Regions from separate parts of the Bos taurus genome. Here region 1 is linked to region 2. The links are chromatin contacts, called in public Hi-C maps. All regions are on one chromosome and are shown on one strand. Each heading gives the region's core, a stretch centred on a gene start, on an enhancer-like site or on the middle of the called end of the contact. The rest is flanking DNA. Distances are from core to core; before and after follow the strand shown. Region 1 holds the start of COTL1 (coactosin like F-actin binding protein 1). Region 2 overlaps COTL1 (coactosin like F-actin binding protein 1).

The links. A called contact is a pair of places that touch in the nucleus more often than the background predicts.
Region 1: a Hi-C map of an unstated tissue shows a contact between it and region 2, with 2.3 times the contacts expected there. The contact joins the promoter of COTL1 here to the enhancer-like site in region 2. A contact is called at or near these places in 2 of 11 Hi-C or Micro-C datasets (skin fibroblasts and an unstated tissue).

The regions. Positions count from the first base shown.
Region 1 is chr18:10,816,750-10,823,278 of ARS-UCD2.0, forward strand. COTL1 (coactosin like F-actin binding protein 1) reads right to left here and starts at 3,375. Exons shown (of 4, transcript NM_001046593.1): 1 at 3,129-3,375; 2 at 2,778-2,860. The coding sequence starts at 3,205.
Region 2 is chr18:10,777,734-10,783,842 of ARS-UCD2.0, forward strand. All of the region lies in intron 3 of COTL1 (coactosin like F-actin binding protein 1), which reads right to left. Among named protein-coding and RNA genes, the nearest start is that of COTL1, 39 kb to the right of the region's middle. Within about 2 kb of position 2,243, at least 21 of the 102 cell types and tissues checked have an H3K27ac peak or open chromatin away from gene starts, as enhancers often do.

The DNA of each region.
Region 1 (6,529 bases), core at 2,125-4,624, 40 kb after region 2:
AGACGGAGGAGCGACCAGGCACTGTTTTTAGGCTCCCAGGTCCCCTGTGACCTTGTGAGAGCTTTGGAAATAGGAAGGCTATGCCAGACCAGGAGCACTAGACCCTCCGGCTTGTCAGGACACCTGGCCAGAGATGAGGGCCACGGAGAGGCCTCCCTGCATCACAGGAGTGGGCGAACGTGTCTTCTGTAACTGCCAACAATCCCACCAGCCCCGACCAGAACCTGCTGTACAGCAAAGATGCTCCACGACTCAGGAATGAGCTTCTAAACCACTTTCTTAGTGAGAAGAGGTCAAGAGCACAGGCCTCAAAGCCACTCTGCCCGGGTTCAAGGCCCCGGGCCTGCCACGACCTTGCTGTGACTTGCAGGCAAGTCACTTAACCTCTCTGGGACTCCGTTTCCCCACCTACGTACGGAAGGGAAGCAAGCTCAGAAACGGAGACAAGGTGTGCCCAGTGCAGTGACTTGCGTGTAGAAAGCTACTAGTCAGCGTTCCGAACCCTTGGTCACTGAGTTAGGAGGACGCGGTGGCATGATAGAACAGGCTTTCCTAAGACAAACAAGAGCAGGCACGGCAACCACAGCTTGCCTATGCATTTGTCCAACAGACGGCTGGGGAAGGAAGGCGGACTTCCAGCCAGAGCAGACGGAGCCTTCAGATCCTACGGCCCATTCATAAGCTCAACAAGCAGCAGGGAAAGCATTTTTAGCTCTCCCACCAGGCCCTCCCCACTGCCATCCCTATTATTGGGGGAAGGAAGCCCCAGGGAGGGAGGAAGTGTTCTCTGACCACAGCCTCCCCAATTCAGAATCCACTCACAGGATGCTCTTTATTCCCGGGGTCACCTTCTCCTACTCAATGGACAGAACAATAGCTTCAGAAGCTGGGGGGTGGGTGGGAGGAGAAGACCCCAGTCTGATGGCAGGGGGTGGGGATGATGGATGGCTAGCAGGAGGAAACTGCTACTTTACTGTCCAGAGAGGAAGGAAGCTGGCTTGTGAGAAAAGCTCAGAGCCGGCAAGGCAAAAAATACTGCTGAGCCTCCCAGTTATACACCAAACCCCAGGAGGCTGCACTTACTCCACTTGTGAAAGCAGGCATCATGGTGGTGAAAGGACAGAGGTGGCTGAGAGACAGGGTTCCTGAGTCAGGGGCCTGGCTTTCAATCCTGGCCCCATGCACCTCAATAGATGTGAGTTATGATAGTATTTTACACATCTGCTTTTAAACAAAGGGTTCCTCAGATGGCTCAGTGGTACAGAATCCGCCTGCCAATGCAGGAGACTTGGGTTCCATCCCTGGGTCGGGAAGATCCCCTGGAGAAGGAAATGACAACCCACTCTAGTATTCTTGCCTAGGAAATTGCACAGACAGAGGAGCCTACAGGCAGGCTACAGTCCATGGGGTCACAAAAGAGTTGGACACGACTTAACTAAACAACAACATTTTAAACAATCCTGTCCAAAAGCAGTGAGTGAAGGTCTAGAGGTAGCTCTGGGAGATGTTTTAGTTGGGAGATTTTTTTTGTGTGGGGGGGATGGTAAATCTCAGTACCACCCAGCCCACAGCAGACACTTTATAGATATTCTTTGAATTAGAATAAATTCAAAATAGTCCTTTGAATAAAGGAAAGGGGCTGTTGCATGATCTTGAGCATAGTGTTGTATTTTTTATTTATTTCACAAATGACCATGTCATCTGTACAGGCACTGACTCACCTATCTTTTCGACAGCCCTCTAAGATTACAGGGGAGGAAACCAAGGCCCCAAGAGATTAAGTAACTTGCCCCAAACCACACAGCTAGAAAGTGGCCACAAGGGGATTCAAACCTACCTTGCTGACTCTAGGTCCCCACCCTAACTTTCAGGCCGTACTGCCTTTGTCTGAAAATATCTATTTCCAAGCTAGAGCCCAGAGCCCAGAAAAAGAGCCCATCCTCCAAGCTTAGCTTTAAAGGGCCTTATTACCAGTGATGCTGGGCCTTTTGCTTCAGTGGTGTGTGTTGGGGGGCAAGGATTGGAGGTTGTGGTTGTACATGCATGTGTTTTTTCCACTTACTGGTTCAAGACAACCCAGGGAAAGGCACAAAGTTTACAAATCCTAAAGATTTTGCTTGAAAGATTTCTTATATGTACACACCTGTGTAACTGCCTCCCAAATCAAAATACAGAATATTCCCAACCCCTTGAGACCCCACCCCACCTTCCATATGCCTCCCCCCAGTCAGTGGCTAGCCCGACCACTTTTCTGACTTTTCACGCTACAGATTAGCTTTGCCTTTTCTAAAATTTCACATAAATGGGATCATATGGTATGTACGCTTTCATATTCTGCTCTATATTCTATGAACAAAAACACATCACCAGCACATGGACAATGATTGCAGCAGAAAGGAGAGGGCTGTCGCTAACCATTTCTTTCTCCTTCAATAAGCACCAGGATTGTTTTTATTTTGGCTCTCTGACTAATGAAAGGGGAAACCCGGGAGGGCTGGACCCTGGAGTTTGGAACTCCATGAGTTAACGGTGGAAAGCTAGTGACCATGGGGGCAAAGGAGCTGTCCCGCCTGAAAAGGTTACTGTGAGAGGGAGGAGGCTGCCGGTCACCTCTGGTTGTTCTGGATGCCCAGAGGAGAGAAGGCTTGTGGAGGCTTTCGAACGCTCCAATCTGGTTCCTCCAGCGCTGGGGGCGCCCAGAGTGGCCTCAGACTCCTCCCTAGCATTGACCTTGTTCCAAAAGACCGGGAGTCCCCCCAGAAGGCGCGTCTCCCTACCTGTGCACTGTTGGATGAAGTCCTGATATTCCGCTCCCTGCTCGCCGGGGACGATGGTGGAGCCGTCATATTTAAAAGTCACCCTTTGGATTGGGAGAAGAGAAAAACACACACATACACATACACATCAACGTTGGTGCCTGAACGGTGCCGAGCTTCCACAGAACAATCTAAAAGATGCTCTGGCTAGCGAAAAGCCAGCGCTGGCTTTCCACGCTGTCCCGGGTTAAGACTGTGGGGAGACCGCACGGGGATGACCCTTAATCCGTCCCGTCTGGAAGACGGCTCAGCGCACCAGGCCCCTTGTGAGCTCAGGCAGCGGGGCTCGAAGAGCAATGCAAAGTTCCTCACCAGATGACGGCCGAGCTGTCGTCGCGCACCAGGTTGTACGCCGTTCGGCAAGCCTCTTTGTCGATCTTGGTGGCCATCGCCGCGGGGCCGCAGTGGGGATACTGTGCTCGCAGCGACAGAAGAGCGCGCTTGGGGCGGGCTGCAGGGAGCGGAGCGGAGCGGGGCGGGGACGCGCGGAAGGCGGGCGGGCAAGCGGGCGGGCGGGCAGCTGGCGACAGCAGCGAGAGAAGGAGAGCTCCGAGCTCCGAGAGCGGCGGTGGCTCCGAGTGCGCTAGGAAAGCGAGCTAGACCCAGGCCACGCAGCCCCGCCCCCCTTCGCCCATTGGCCTCCGAGGACGCATTACGCCCCACCCCCTATCGCTATTGGTCACAGAGCGTGTCGGGGCGTGGCGTCTTTACCCGCCAGCGACCAATCCCAGCCCGAGTGGGTTGCGCAACCCTGAGAAGGGGGCTGGAGAGAGGGGCTTTTTCTCCCTCCTCCCCTCTTCTTCTCCCTCCCCGCTCTTCTCCTCCCTCCTCCTCTTCTTTTCTCCCTCCCCCAACCCTTTCTTGTTCTTCCACTCCCCTAACTCCTCCCCCATTTCCTCCTCCCCAAGCCCTGTTTCTCCTTTCCCTCTCTCTACTCCCTCTCCCTCCTCCCTTCTTGAGTCTCCCTCCTCATTCACTGCCCGCTCCTCGCCTCACCTCCTCCCCTTGCTCTTCCCACTTCCCTAACCCCTTCTCCCTCCTTCCTCCCTATTCCCACCTCCCCTCCCTTCCCTCATCTCCTACCCCAGCCTCCCCTAGTCCTCCTTATTCCCCCAAACAACAACTCCGTTTACCTCCTCCCTATTCCTTGTCTTCAAGCTCTTGTCCTCTCGCCTCCTCTCTCTCTCACTTTGCACCCCCCCCTCCTCCCTATCCCTTCCTCTACCTCCCTCCTCCCCACCAGGGCTCCTGGGCTGCAGAGCTCCACAGGGAAGCTCCACATGGGTGACTTACTGCATCAAACTGCCCTGGCCCAGTGTTGGGCTCCGTGGTTTCTAGGTAGGGAGAAATTGGAAAGAAGTAAGATTGTTAGATAGGAGGGGATAGAAAGTGGACTGCTTCCAAAACACTGGTGGGGTCACTGTTTACTTTACGCTCTGGTTATTTGCATTCACATCTTATCTCCCCCTTTGGGTTCCACTGAGGGCAGGAGCTGACTCATTCTGTCTTCTTCCTTCCCTCACTGACTCAGTCATTCATTCCCTCCTGCAATCATTCCACAAAGACCAGTTACAGGGTTCAGGCAAGTAAAAAGGCTGGACCCCCCAAGACCCGGCTCTTGAATCGCATCCAGTGTTGCCTCTTTTTAACTGTAGGCCTTTGGACAAGCCTCAGAAACTCTCTGATTACCTTCCTCCAATGGAATAGTAATAGTACCGACCACTTTAGATTCGAACATAACTTAGCGACTAAACAACAACTACAACTGACATCATAGGTTTGCTTTATGGTTCATGTTTAATGAAACTTGTCAACAAATATGTTAGACATTCAACAAAAGATCATTGTTGTTGGTTATCAACTAAAATAAATCGTAAATAGAAACCCCAAAGGTCAGGGACAATGTTCAATTAATAATAAAATTAATTCTTAATGGTAAACAAACAAAAATCAATCGAGCATTGAACAGGCACATGGGGGAAGGTGAGTGGGGAAAGTAGGAGCTGGTATTGCTATAAATTAAAAGGCAAAAACAAAGAAATTCCAGTTGGATGCAGCTCAAAGCAGCTCCTACCTTACTCCCTGATGAAGATAATGGGATAATTAGTTATTAGAAAGCAAGCCAAAGATGGAGCCATACCTCACACCGCAGATCAAGGTAAATTCCAAAAGGATCAAAGATTTGCCTGTAAATAAAGGAAACCACAAAAGTGTCATAAGAACACATGGGAAGCTTCCTTTATAAGATTGGAATGGGAAACCAAACTAACCGTGACTCAAAATCCAAAAGCCATAACGAAAGATAGTTACATTCAGATATGTAAAAAGTCTTCTTCGAGGGGAAAAAAAAGAAAACAAAACAAGGCAGCAGAGCAGTAGAAAGTATTTGCAACTCAAATCAGGAAGAAGGTACCTCGCTGACATATAGAGAAACCAACCTAGGAAAAAGAGGGAATTCCCTGGCAGTCCAGCGCTTAGGACTCCATGCTTCCACTCCTGGGGAGGTGAGGAGGGTTGGGTTTGGGGAACTAAGATCTTGCAAGCCCTGTCGCACAGCCAGAGAGAAGGGAGAAAAAAGAAAAGTGAGCACAGGATATGACCAGACAGGTCAGAAGGCTCTTAAACAATGAGAAGATGCTCAGTCTCAAGCCCTAATAAGAGAAATGCAAATTGAAGCAAAACTGAGATAACTTAAAAAAAAAAAAACTAACAGTTTAGCAAAAAAGCAAAATTTGACAAGCATGCTTTGTTGGTGAAGCCATGAAGACTCAGGCCATCTCATACAAGCTGGTGGGAGTGCAAGTTAGCACAACCAGGCATGGAAGCCACTTGTCAATATCTAGCAACGTTGCAAATCTCTGTGCTCTTGGCCAGTTTCCCCTAGAAACATCAACAGGACATAGGGCGGCCTGTGTGCCTTGGTCCCACACTCAGAGATTCTGATGTAGTTCATCTGAAGTATGACTTAAGGGCTGGGATTTTTAAAATCCCCTTTCATCATTTTCATGGGCAACTGGGGCTGATGGTCGCTGCTATAGACACAGTCAAGTAATCACTGAGTAATCATCATTCAAGTAACCACTGACTCGATGGATGAGTTTGAGCAAGCTCCAGGGAGTTGGTGATGGACAAGGAAGCCTGGAGTGCTGCAGTCCATGGGGTCGCAGAGTCAGACATGACTGAGCAACTGAACTGAACTGAATCATTGAGCTTTATTGCTAGTAGCAGAAGCCCCTCATTGATGGGGGGCTGGATGAAGAGATAATGATACAGGTGTGCCGTGGAGAAATATGAAGCTGGAAAAACAAAGAGAGTAGGGGGCTTCTCTCTATGCACTGTTACTGATAGATCTACCGTCTACATTAATGATAGATCTACAGTCTACATCGTGATGGAACAAGGCAAAGTACAGAACAGTATGATCAAAACACCTTCTTGTGCAGCTAGCTTTTTAAAGTCGGGGGAGGGAGTACAGAGATATTTGTGTTCGTCCATATGTGCATAAACACCTCTGGAAGAACACACAAGAGAAAAATAAAAGAGTTGTGCCTGAGATGGAGATGAGGAAGGAAGCCAGGTACAAAGGGAAGAGGAGAAGGAGAGAGATTTTACCATATACCATTTTACTTCTATCTATCCTGTTCTGTTTTTGAACATATGAATGCACTATCTATTAAGAATGTTAAACAACAACAACAAAGTGGTTTCTAGCC
Region 2 (6,109 bases), core at 993-3,492:
TCACTCAACAAACACGGTGCCATGAGATGGGGCTGTGGTGATGAGCCAAACGGCCATAGCTGCTGTGGTATGCATGTGCCCACCATAAAAGCCCGAAGACCCAGCACACACGAGGTGCTCGCAAATGTGTGTGGCTTGAATGAGGGAAGCGGGTGATCTAAGCCATGAAGAGTCAACAGGTATTTGAATACATGCATTATAAAACTGCCATAAGGAAAATGTCAGGATGGTGACAGGTAAGAATACGGAGAAGTTACCAATATACGAATAACACGTCTGAAGGCCAGAACATCATCCACGTTAAAAAAAAGAGTCCGTGAGGAAATAATGTAAACGGTGACCACTGTATACAAAGGGCCTAAGTGACCAGGCAGTGCCACACATTAACAAACTTAATTCTTAAAACCTTTTAGCATGACTCGGCGATTCTACTCCCAGGTAGCTACCCTACAGAAATGAAAGCGTATGTCCACACAAACACTTGTAATCACAAACATTCATGGCAACGTTATTCATAACAGTCAAAAAGTGGAAACTACTCAAATGCCCATCAACACATGAAAGGGTAAACAAAATAGGGTCTATCCATATGATGGAATGCTGCTGCTGCCGCCGCTAAGTCGCTTCAGTCGTGTCCGACTCTGTGCGACCCCAGAGACGGCAGCCCACCAGGCTCCCCCGTCCCTGGGATTCTCCAGGCAAGAGTACTGGAGTGGGTTGCCATTTCCTTCTCCAATGCATGAAAGTGAAAACTGAAAGTGAAGTCGCTGTCATGTCCGACTCTTAACGACCCCACAGACTGTAGCCCACCAGGCTCCTCTGCCCATGGGATTTTCCAGGCAAGAGTACTGGAGTGGGTTGCCATTGCCTTCTCCAATGGAATATTACTCAGTCATAAAAAGGAGTGAGGTGCTGATTCAGGCTACAACAGGGATGAACCTTAAAACCATTATGCTCAAAAAAAAAAAGAACGAACCATTACGCTCAGTGAGAGAAGCCGGACGTGAAAGACCACATATTGTGTGATTCCGTTTATATGAAAGGTCTAGAAAAGGCAAACCCAGAGAGACAAAAGGAGCTAGAGACTGGAGCAGAAAAAGATGGAAATGCTCGGAAATTGAATGGCAATAATAGTTGCACAACCCTGTAAATTTACTAAAAATAACTGAACTGGAGACTTAGGGTGAGTTAATTTTGTGGCGTGTAAATTATATCATAATAAAGCTGCTTTAAAAACAAATCCTGTAATATATTAATAATCAATATTATTTCCATTGTGAAGATGACAAAACAAAGGCTGGAGATAACAACAGTTGCCCAAAGTCACATGGCTAGCAGGTACAGCTGACTCTAAAGCTGGCCTTCTTCTTTTTATTTTACTTTTGGCTGCACTGGGTCCTCGTTGCTGGGCACGGGCTTCTCACTGCGGTGGCTCCTCTCGTTGCAGAGCACAGGCTCTAGGCGCACAGGCTCAGTAGCTGGGGCGCAGGGACTTAGTTGCTCCACAGCAAGTGGAATCTTCCTGGACCAGGGATCAAACCCACGCCCCCCGCATTCGCAGACGGATTCCTTTCCCCTGCACCACGATGGAAGTCCTGAAGCTGGCCTTCTTAAAAGTGTCACCATCTCCTTTAGGAGTGATGAAAGTATTTTGGAACTGGATACAGGTAGTCTGTACAACACTGTGGAGGTACTAAATGCCACTGAATTGTATAGTCTTTAATGGTGGTTAATTTTATGGTATGTGAGTTTCACCTCGATTTTTAAAAGAGGGAGAAAGAAACAAAAAAGAATAAACCAGAAACAACCTCAAGGTCAAGTTGCACAATATTAAGACAAAACATGCCAAGCCACCAAGAATACTAACAGGAAGGAGGAAAGGGGAGGTTAATGTTTATCAAGCAACTAATAGGTGCCAGGTGCAGCCTCACACATTTTCTCGGTTATCCTCCTTCAGTATATTAGCTTTTTTTTTTGTTTTTAAAGATAAGTTCCACGGGCTGGACTTGGAGACATTGTGTAATCAGCCCAGATGACTAAATATCCTTTTCTATTCCCAGTCTGCCATGCTGTGCTGCTAAGGGTCTGTGTAAGTCATCAGCACAGAGTGAACACAGCAGAACGGCAGAGCCAGAAAGGGGAACCCAGAAAAAAATAAGGTGTTTCTCAACCTGAGCCCCAGCAGCAGGGGGAGGGGCGAAGAGCAAACCCGGAGGAGGAAGCCCCACAGCTCAAGATGCCTACAGAAGGAAGTCCAAAGTTCCTCTGCCCCGTGATAGCTATATATGGCTATCTAGAGAAACAAGAACACTCGCGCTTGTGTCTGTTAGCCATTAGACAACCTAGATTAAGAAGAGGTTTGATAAGGTCTAAGAAATCCACAGTGCAAGTGGACACAGCACCGTCCCCCTTAAAACCACAAGTATATGGGAAATCGAATCATAGCTAAAGGAGCAAGCCAGGGTAGCAGGACCCAGTGAAATACAGTATAACAATAAATGTAAATGAACAAAATTACGTTAAAAAAAATCTACGTCTCAAACTGCAAAAATAAAACTCAAACCCTATACATTTGGGAATTTGAGACATGCTTAAAACCAAAATTTTTTGACACGTTTGCCAAAACCAATTCTTTCGAACCAAAGTACAGAGACAAGCAGCCTCATCTGTCCCTACTATTGGAATCAACCCCCTCCCTCCAGAGGGCAGACAGGAAGTGGCCGGCCACATAGAGGTGGTCCTGGCGGGCCTGGAGGGGCTCTCCCACCACAGGATGTTGGGGTGGAGTTTGTGGAAGGCAGAGGCTTCAAAAAGGTGAGATCCCCTCAGGGTGTGGACTCCACAAAAAGTCCCCCAAAGGTCTGAGTCAACCTAAACTCAACCCCAAATGACTGTACATTTCTCCACCTCCGTTCCTTCCAGGGTCCTCACAGAGCGGGCATTCAACATGGCAAGGGAGGCGCCACCACCTCTGGGGAGTGGCCTTAAATGTCAGCTTTCAAAAACAGGCAGAAACAGCAAAAATGATTCTGTGGACAGCCAGACCTCAATGTAGGAGCAAAGCCCACGACCTGAGGGGCCTGCAAGGACTCGCCCACACTGAAAACCACAAAGAACACGTCTACAGAAAGCAGGCCCCCCCGCCCCGGCCCTGCCATGCGCACACCCTGGACTCTCAACCGCAGTCCCTGGCACCCTCCAGGTACCACCAACACCTCCCGGAGAAGAGGCAGGCCACACGGAGGCTGCAAGCGGCAGGGCGCAAGTCCTTGCGGAAAGGAAAACAGCACGGCCCAGAGCAACGCTAACACATAGGGAATCGTAAATTTGCTAGAAGCCACACCGAAACAAGTGATTTTGTTCTCCATACTTAATCTCAAAAAGCCAGTGCACTCAGCACACAGCAGTGTGACAAGCCAGGCTTTCCACGCTCTGCGGCCACACATGGCCAGTGGCAGTCCAGGTCCAGAGAGAACAGGAAAGAGCCTGAAGGAATGACGTGCTCAGGGACTTCCCCGGTGGTCCAGTGGCTAAGACTACACGCTCCCAGTTCAGGGGACCTGGGTTCGTTCCCTGGTCAGGAAACTAGATCCCACATGCCACAGCTACGAGTTCGAATGTTGTGACTTAAGATCTCGTGAGCTGCAGCTGAGACCAGAGCAGCTGAAAGAATAAATAATGAAATACGTACGGCTGAGTTCCTTTGCCATGCACCTGAAACTATCAACATTGTTAATCGGCTACCCTTCAATATAAAATAAAAAGTTAAAAAAACAAAAAAGAATAATGTGCTCAGTCAAGCAGACACATTAATCATAAAATATCAGAGCTGATCTGGGTCGGGGGGAGGAGAGCCTTCCAGGGCAGGAGTGGGTGGCTGCTGGATCCATGTCTTGATCTGGACGGTAGTTTCATAGGTGTGTACAAAAATTCCAAATTTTAGAATTCATAAATTCATCAAACTGTACACCTTAGATATATGTGTTCTCCTCTATGTGTACCTTGGTTAACCAAAGAAAGTCAGGGTGAGGGAGTATTGAGCTGAAAGAGCCTTTGACACTCTGACATTCACCCCCTCATTTGATAGAGAATAAGGAAGAGACCCAGAGAGGGGGAGTGATTCGTCCCAGGGAACACAGCAGCATCACACTGGGGCCCCGGGGATAGGCCCTCTCGCCTCGACATACTACCCGGTGGGCTGCGCGTCCCTCCCACGCCAGCAGCCATCACATCCTTCAGGCTGCCAGAGCCACATGCCAAGGACTTCAAAGCAACACGGGCTGGCCTGGGGGCACTGTGACCTAGAGTTCTAGAAAGATCTTTGTCATGTCTGGGAACTCGGTGTCCCTGGCTGACAGCCTGCAGACAGGGTCTCTCCCTTTTCTGCCAGGGCAGGACTTCTCAAAGGAAGACACCTCATCCAGCTAACCAGGACTCCTAGATGGCTTGCAGACACACACTGAGCAAATTCAGGACACATTCTGTCCCCGGGATGTTTCTCAAGAGCATTTAAGCTCATGCTTCAAAGACAGAGGATGGACATCGGTCTGCTTCCAAGGCGGGCAACTCTAGAGAAGGACAAGGATTAGGAAGTGGTGCTCTATATACAGTCAAGAATCTATTTGCAAGGCTGGTCTAAAAAGTGCGTATTATAGTTTCCCATCCTTGGTTTTAAATCATCTCACTTTTATTACTTTTGAAATACTATTTATTTGGCTATGCTGGTCTTAGTTGCAGCAGTCGGGATCTTCGGATCTTCTTTGCAGTATGTGGGTTCTTTAGCTGCGTCATGCAAGCTCTTAGTTGTACGTGGAATCTAGTTCCCCGACCAGGGATTGAACCCAGCTCCCCTGCATCAGGAGAGTGGAGCTTTGGCCACTGGACTGCCGGAGAAGTCCCAAAATCATCTTGGTTTTAAATAGCTCCCAACTCCCTGGGTTTAAGCCCCCGCTTCGGTCCTAAAATGTACTGGGAGTGGCCTGGGCCACATACTGAGACGGCTGCCCATGTGCATTTCCAGCAGCCTGACCCTCCCCAGAAACTTACCCTCCTGACCCTCAGTTTCCTCTCTCAGGTGGGGACGGTAAGAGGACCTACATCCTGTAAGGATCTGATGAGTGTGCCTAGTACAGAGCAAGTGCTCAAGAATGGTTAGGTAATATTTCACAAGATCATGGATTTTCTTCATTCTCAAGATTGTTAGGGCAGTCTGTGAGCTCTAAAGAAGTTTTCTGAAATGCTCAGAGCAAATGTATGCTGCTGCTGCTGCTGCTAAGTCGCTTCAGTCATGTGACCCCATAGACGGCAGCCCACCAGGCTCCCCTGTCCCTGGGATTCTCCAGGCAAGAATATGAGTGGGTTGCCATTTCCTTCTCCAATGCATGAAAGTGAAAAGTGAAAGTGAAGTTGCTCAGTCGTGTCTGACTCTTTGCGACCCCATGGACTGCAGCCTACAGGGCTCCTCCGTCCATGGGATTTCCCAGGCAAGAGTACTGGAGTGGGGTGCCATTGCCTTCTCCACAGCAAGTGTATAGGGTGTGGCTAAGTTCCCTTTCCCTCACCCACACTGACTTCTCCATCCTCACTGTTTACTTTTTAATGAAGGGAAGTCTGGGGAATTTCTCAGAATAAGCAGGAGAGTGACACAGGCTCTCCTCGCCCTTGCAGAAGGAAGACAGCAAGTCCAGCTGCTCACTCAAAAGCTGGGGACAGAATTAGCCATGGGAAGACAGAGAGGAGGTCCGTGGGGGCAGAAGTGTGTCTGGTCTTCTACCCAGAACATAAGGACCATGATGAGTTGCTACCCTACACGGAGAACACAGGTGCCGGGAAAGTCTGGAGAGAAAAAGTGAGTTAAGCCTGTGATGCCAGTAATGCCCATTTCTACAAGGTGGCGCCAGGGAAAAGAGGTGACCTTCATCATATCCTAAGATAACGAGAGTTAATGCAAATCATTCTTCCAATTAACACCTGCCTACTAAACATCTATATATGCCAGACACTCTCTGAGGCCCTGGGAAGTTAAAATCTGATACTAACAGGTCCCTCTGACAGTCTCAGAGCAGAGAAAAAAGAACCAGGAGGGCTCTAAAAGGCCCTGCAGGAAGCA